Linked DNA regions of Zea mays: region 1 is linked to region 2. Evidence: chromatin contacts called from public Hi-C data. All regions are on one chromosome and are shown on one strand. The core of a region is the stretch at or near the end of the contact, and the rest is flanking DNA. Distances in the headings are between cores, read along the strand shown. Region 1 holds the start of LOC100193322. Region 2 holds the start of LOC100383567.

What was found. Hi-C and Micro-C count contacts between places; a contact is called where the count stands out from the background.
Region 1: a Hi-C map of ear shows a contact between it and region 2, with 2.7 times the contacts expected there. The contact joins the promoter of LOC100193322 here to the promoter of LOC100383567 in region 2. A contact is called at or near these places in 2 of 25 Hi-C or Micro-C datasets (ear and tassel).

The regions. Positions count from the first base shown.
Region 1 is chr4:201,460,225-201,463,578 of Zm-B73-REFERENCE-NAM-5.0, forward strand. LOC100193322 reads right to left here and starts at 1,925. Exons shown (of 11, transcript NM_001138459.1): 1 at 1,737-1,925; 2 at 1,408-1,620; 3 at 1,207-1,305; 4 at 969-1,051; 5 at 543-659; 6 at 342-447. The coding sequence starts at 1,826.
Region 2 is chr4:201,182,661-201,185,892 of Zm-B73-REFERENCE-NAM-5.0, forward strand. LOC100383567 reads left to right here and starts at 1,285. Exons shown (of 11, transcript NM_001176215.1): 1 at 1,285-1,485. The coding sequence starts at 1,402. LOC103654434 (RHOMBOID-like protein 3) reads left to right here. Exons shown (of 5, transcript XM_008681266.3): 5 at 308-675. The coding sequence ends at 419.

The DNA of each region.
Region 1 (3,354 bases), core at 675-3,174, 280 kb after region 2:
TATTAATTTATGTAATGGACACTCAACTTCAAGAATTGCTGATTCAAACTTTAATTCAATCCAGAAATTCCTCCCCATAGAACGCACCATGTGTGACAGCACTAGGCACGCCCATTATTCAGTTGCTAATTGTCATATGAAGTGAATCGGTTAAACTTTTGAGAACATGTCTATAGAAGTCAACAAAACCTTTTCAACTGCATACATAGAACTAGCTAGCCGCAGCTGTTGCAGCTGTTCGGACTGCTGCAGCTGCAATCCATAGAGACAAAATACTGTAGAAGCCGCAGCCGCAGCCGGATTAAAACTGCAATAGAGGGAGGCTAAGAATTCCAACTTACCAGTTGCCCATCTACCAAAGCTCTGGCATTCTGCACTTCCTCTGTGAGATGACTGATTGCCTTCAAAATAATTTTCTTAAACGGCTCAGCTTGAACAGATGTCAACCTATGCCAATAAATGTGGTAATTAGAGACTCAAACCAGATAAACTGGTATTGTCTGTCTGTATCATAAAGATACAGGAAATGTTAAATTTAATACCTTATCTCAAAATTATATGTGCATCTGAAAGTTTGAAGAGAAGCTAATAGTTTGCTGTACTTAAAATCGCACGGACGCAGACTTCCTGATGCAACCTCGCATATACGGCAGGCCCATCTGTAACACATGAAAATATACATTTCATAATTAAATCGCATCCCATTAACATTACCTGATAACTCCACACAAGAATGAAATGGGACTGAAGAAACTAGATTTACGAGGGGGGATACTTCCTGTTGACATCCAAAAGGACAACAGTATAGATACATGGAATCACTCGTTTATGGCAGGAGTAAGCATCAAAAGCCAAGTTAATCAAGTATTTGTAAACTGGTATGCAGAATTGCAGATGAGTAGTGGACAAACAAACATATCTTGAGAAGAAGAGCGCCAAAGCTAACAAGTAGGAAGATAAGACAGCACCTTCGAGGACTGTAAGAAATGTGGACGAGCAGCCTCACACCGGATGCACTGCCATAGCAAGCTTGGCAAATCGCTCGAATGACCTGAAAGATGGCATGGCACGGGTAAATAATTCACACCCGATCCCTTGGAAGCATGGTATGAGCAAGCGGAGTCTGGTAGCTGAAGGAAGAGTTGATAGGTTGAACCGTAGCATTAGCATAAAAGGGGGGAAGCAATGAAACGAAGAAGCTGATACCTGCGACAGGACAGCAGGGGATGTGGCCTTGAATGATGCCTCGGAAGCCCATACGTAAGCACCCATGACACTCATACCACCGAGCAGCATCCTAGACACCTAAAAGCATGTATGTACTAGTAATATGCAACAGATTGAAAGAAATTGCAGAAGAAAAGGAATTGATGGTGTGAGTGTGGCGTGGGAGGGAGTCTATGGTACCTGCCGCGCGTGCTCGGAGATCCATTCGACATCGAAGTCGAGAGAGGCGTCCGAGGAGGAAGGAGCTTTGCCGCCGCCCTTGGAAGGCTTGGACTTGGGGGCGGCGCGGAGAGAGCATGCGGGGGCGGCGGCGTCGGTGAGCGGCGTGGGGAGCAACGCGTAGACGAGGGCACGGTCGGAGGAAGAGCTGAGCTTGCCGACGACGAGGCCCACCTAGGAATTTAACAGATGAAACCAGGTCAGTAGATGCGGATGGGGGGGATAGAGGATGGTATGGATCGATGAGAGGGAGGGAGGCGCAACGCGATGGAGGGAAGCGAGTGGCCAACCTGGGCTTGACATGGAGGAGAGGAGGGCGAGGCGAGCGTTTCCTCAAAGGCCTTGAGGTGCTCCTCGTCGCCGAGCACCGCCTTCACCATCCTTGTTCGTCGCCGGCGTCGGCGTAGGACTCGACCCGATCTTTGTCTGCTCGGCGAAATCAAGCAAGCAACTTGGGAGTTGGGTGTGGGTTCCAATCGTCGGCCCACCAGCTTTACCCTTGGGCCTGGCTTGAAAAGTTAACCTGAAGGTAAGTGTTCGAACCGGTTTTGAGCCGGCGGACTGTCCGGCCCTGAGGCCGGACGGTCCGCGGTCCGGACGGTCCGCGTCTATGGGCCGGACGGTCCGCGCGTGCGCAGAACAGATTAGGGTTCCGAGTTTTGTGCTACGGTTGTTAGCTATATTCGCGGGATTAGCTCGGAATCAGTTGTGTAAAGGGTCCAGCCCCCCTCCTCTATAAATAGAGAGGTCTACGGCCGATTTGTAATCATCAACAATCGAATCAATACAACTTTTACTCGCATTTTATCCTAGGAGTAGTTCTAGTCTAGTTTAGGTTTAGCCACTCGATCCCCAAATTCTCCGCCTCTCCTCGACTCTACGTCGATTAGAGGAGTCTAGGTCGGCCTGCCCGAGCCTAGACACCACCTAGGATCTCTACTCCCCGACGGGGTCCCTCCCGGGAGCGAGATCCAGGCGCCGTCGGCGATCTTCTGCCGTCCCTGCGTACGTGCGGACCGTCCGGCCCTAGGGCGCGGACCGTCCGGCCGTCAGGCAGAAGTCCCAGCAGCGCACCAGGCCGCGGACAGTCCGCCCTTGCGCAGAGAGCACCACCGCGCCTCGCACCAGGCCGCGGACCGTCCGGCCCCTGCGCGCGGACCGTCCGCCCCTGTGCAGAGGGCACCGCCACGGTTCTTGTTGAGTGTTTGGCGCTCCGAAAAGGCGTCAACATACTTTTGGCGACTCCGCTGGGGAAGACATATCTAAGCTCATCAAATCGGCCCTCAATGGCCGGTTCAAGGGGGAGCTCTGATATTTCTCCAAGCAACATCATAGAGCCGACTTGGGAAACCTTGCCGGCTGACGAGCAGCTCCAGTTCGAGGAGCACAAGGAGCGGATGATCCAGGAGGCGAAAGCAAAGTTCTTGGCCAACTTCAAAGTGGACAGGAACAACAAGGTCGTCCGACATCGGGCGACGGATCCGGCTTCGCTCCAACCCACGCCAGATATCCCCAATGTAAGTAATACCAACGATCTGCAATCTCTTAGAAATTATGTAGAAGATCAGCGTGAGCAAATGCAGAACATCATAGGGGGTATGCAAAGCGATCTTAAGAAACTAGTGCGTGCATTTGATAAATCTAGTATCACAAATTTTCCTTCGCACGAGGTTGAGTTAGGAGGTAACACGCGTAACACATCGGCTACAGGTTGTCACGACCAGTCACAACCCCTGTATGGGATGCCGATGGACACATACCCTGAGTAACCGCAAATCGGCAGTAAATCAGCCGATCTGCACATGCCCGGACCATCCGCACGTGAGCGCGTACCGTCCGGGCCAGCAACAGTCGGGCCTATTTTTAATGAGTTACCTAGATAGGCGCCCGAGCCACCACACATGGCAC
Region 2 (3,232 bases), core at 35-2,534:
TATGCCCCGTTCGTCCCGAGTTATGTCATGCGTGCCACCCTCCGGCTGGGCCGTTGCAGAGTGGGCGGTGACGACCGCTAATGATGGGGGCAGGGTTCGAGAATTTTCTCGGCTGGGATCATGTTTTGGTATTTTCTTAATATAATACCGGGAGGGCGGTCTTTTTCTCTCCGGCCGAGTTTTTTAATCACGGTCCTTTTCACTAATAATCAAAACTTGGAGCCTTGACAAATGTGGCCACTTTGTATGAGCGATGTGATTCTTCTCGTAAACTTGGAGCATTGACAAATGTGGCTTTACGATGCAGGTTTGCCATTATCTTGGTCATGCTCTTCAAAGGTAAGAATGGGAACGACAGCTGCCACTGGTGCCATTACCTGAACTGCGTACCAACGTCCAGATGGAAGTGCGATACCTGAATTCCGCGAACTATATGCTCCACTAGTGTTCGTGTGTTTGTGGAAATGTACGACCAAATGTTCCACTTGACCATCCTGCGCTTCTTTTGCCCGGATTCTCCCTGGTTCCATGAAATACAAATGTTCCAGAATTGTAGCACGAGCTTATAACTGTTGATTTCGGCATAATTGATGTATTCATCTCACCAAACTCTATAGCACCACCTTGATAATTTTAGACGGCCAATCTAAAGTATTCAGATTTTGCGAGTGTCCACGCACTGACGATTTCAGCCGAAAGATCGGTAAAGTTCAATTGCATATGATGACACTATGCTGACGGTTTGTTTGAAGCTCTGAATTGAGGTGTATTTGGCCTAATCCTCTTGGTTTCGAAGATAACATAAACAAACATCCAAATTAGACATCTCTTCTCCCGTGCCGTTGCCGCATTTCTCCGTGCGGCCGAAAAGATGTGTATGTGTTCGTGAATTCACCTACCTGCAGCAAGGCATATATACCAAGTCAGTTGTAGTTGTGGCTACATATGCTTTCAGCCCCATCGAAGCGTCCTCCATCCCTTGGTGAACAAGGACCAACGCCTTTTCCTTGCTCCTCTTCTCCTGCCGCGGCATCCTTGTCTCGCAAGAAGATAGAAAATCGGCTGTCAAGGCATTTTACGCCCATGCCCTCTAGGCCTGACGCCTATCTGATCCAGCGACCAGCGTGGCAGCACGCCAGCGTTCGCGAGGCGGCGAGGGCACCTGTGTCATTTCCGGCGTCTGTCGTTCTCGCGCGGCCCACCGGTGATGGCCCACGGCCCGCGAGAGGGGAGGAGGAGAGCAATAAGCAAGCACCACATCGCCACCACTTGAATTACCGCACACGGCTCCGCTGCTTCGCGACTCCTCTCCGGCTCTCCGCACAGGACTCCAACCGCCTCGCCGTTGCATCGCCGCGGGCGTCAACCTAGGCTGCTGCCGGTACCGGTGCGTCCCCAGCCATGGCTCGGCCGCCGCAGGAGGCGATCGACACCTTCGTCAGCATCACCGGCGCCGACGAGGTCACCGCAGTCCGCGTGCTCGAGGTGACGACGCCTGCCCGTCCCCTCCCTTCCCCGTCTCTACGTTTCTGCTCATTGGTGTTATGGTCCCGACAGTTTGGGGATTCGTTGCTCGGGGTTTCGGGCTAGGTTTCGACTTCGGCTCCGCACGCCGTGGGTTCGTTAGATGGCGGTGCGTGTGCTTGGCCGTGGCGGATCGATGTGAGATGTGCGACTTGAACCAGCCCAGGGTTTCGTGTGCGTAATCGTAACCCCTTCCCTGTGGGTTTAGGGGTCGCACAAATTGCGGAATTTGAGTTTCTAAAGAGTGTAATGCATATGAGGTTTTCTGGTTGTGATGGGACTAATCAGTTTTAGTTTGCATTTGTGTGGTGTGAAATGCCGAGACTTCACTGGATCGGGGCGGACGAACAGAGTAAAGCGGGTGGTGCATCAGATCTCATCAAATGTTGTAACTGTGAATTCCTTAATTGTTTAGCCGGGGAACTAAGTTGTAAGTTCATTTGTGTTAAATTCTGTTGGAGGCTCAGTTTCTGGGATGTTAGATTGGGTGATTGGGTCGATTTGGTGAGGGAAAAACACTTGGTGCCTCGTTGGGATGTTTGTTTATGTGGGGTCATGAATGTTGTTGTCTACTGGCTGGTTGAAGGTTTGCATTTGTCCTGTTTGAGTTTGTGAGAGCACCTAGAGGAGGGTGAATAGGTGATCCTGTGAAATTCAACACTAATAGCCACAAAACTTAGTTATTAACGTTAGAACGGCTAAGTAGCTTGAAACGAGCTCTTGTGAACACAGACAATCAAAGAGAAAGCACACGAGAGACACATGATTTTTATCCTGTGGTTCGGCCAAGTAACACTTGCCTACTTCCACGTTGTGGTGTCCCAATGGACTAGGGTTGCACTCAACCCCTTTCAAGTGATCCGATGATCAACTTGAATACCACGGTTTTTCCTTTCTTAGTCTTTCTCCCGTTTGCGGGGAATCTCCACACTTGGAGCATCTCGCCCTTACAACGATGATCACAAAAGAAGCACAGAAGTAAGGGAGGGGAGAGCAACACACACAAGACTCAAATCTACAGCACAATCACGCACACAAGTCACAACTTGAGCTCAAAACACAACGCACGGAGTTCACAACTCAAATCGAGCTCAAGTCACTATCTCAAAGAATTGAATGGGTGAAGTTGGAGTCTTGGAGTCTTAGAATGTTTCTTGTAAGCTTAGATGACTCCTCCATGCGCCTAGGGGTCCCTTTTATAGCCCCAAGGCAGCTAGGAGCCGTTGGAGGCCAACAAGGAAGGCCATCCTTGCCTTCTGTCGAGTGGCGCACCGGACAGTCCGGTGCGCCACCGGACAGTCACTGTAGACGGTCCGATGCTGATCTCCTTCCTTTTCTGGCGCAGACGACTGTTGCAGCTCTGGGGCAGTTGGCGCACCGGACACTGTCCGGTGCCCCCTGCCGACCTTTGGCGCGGGCCACGCGTCGCTCGCGGATTGCGCGGCCGACCGTTGGCTCACCGAACAGTCCGGTGAATTATAGCCGTACGCCGCAGAACATTTCCCGAGAGCGGCCTTTTCACCGGAGTCCAGCCTGGCGCACCGGACACTGTCCGGTGCACCACCGGACAGTCCGGTGTGGCGGTGTGCCAGACTGAGCTGGACTTCGGCTGCACACAGCCAAGTCACTTGCAATTCTTTTCTTCTTTTCTTTTCTCTGTTTGTAACACTTAGACAAATATATTAGTATACAAAAACAAATGTACTAA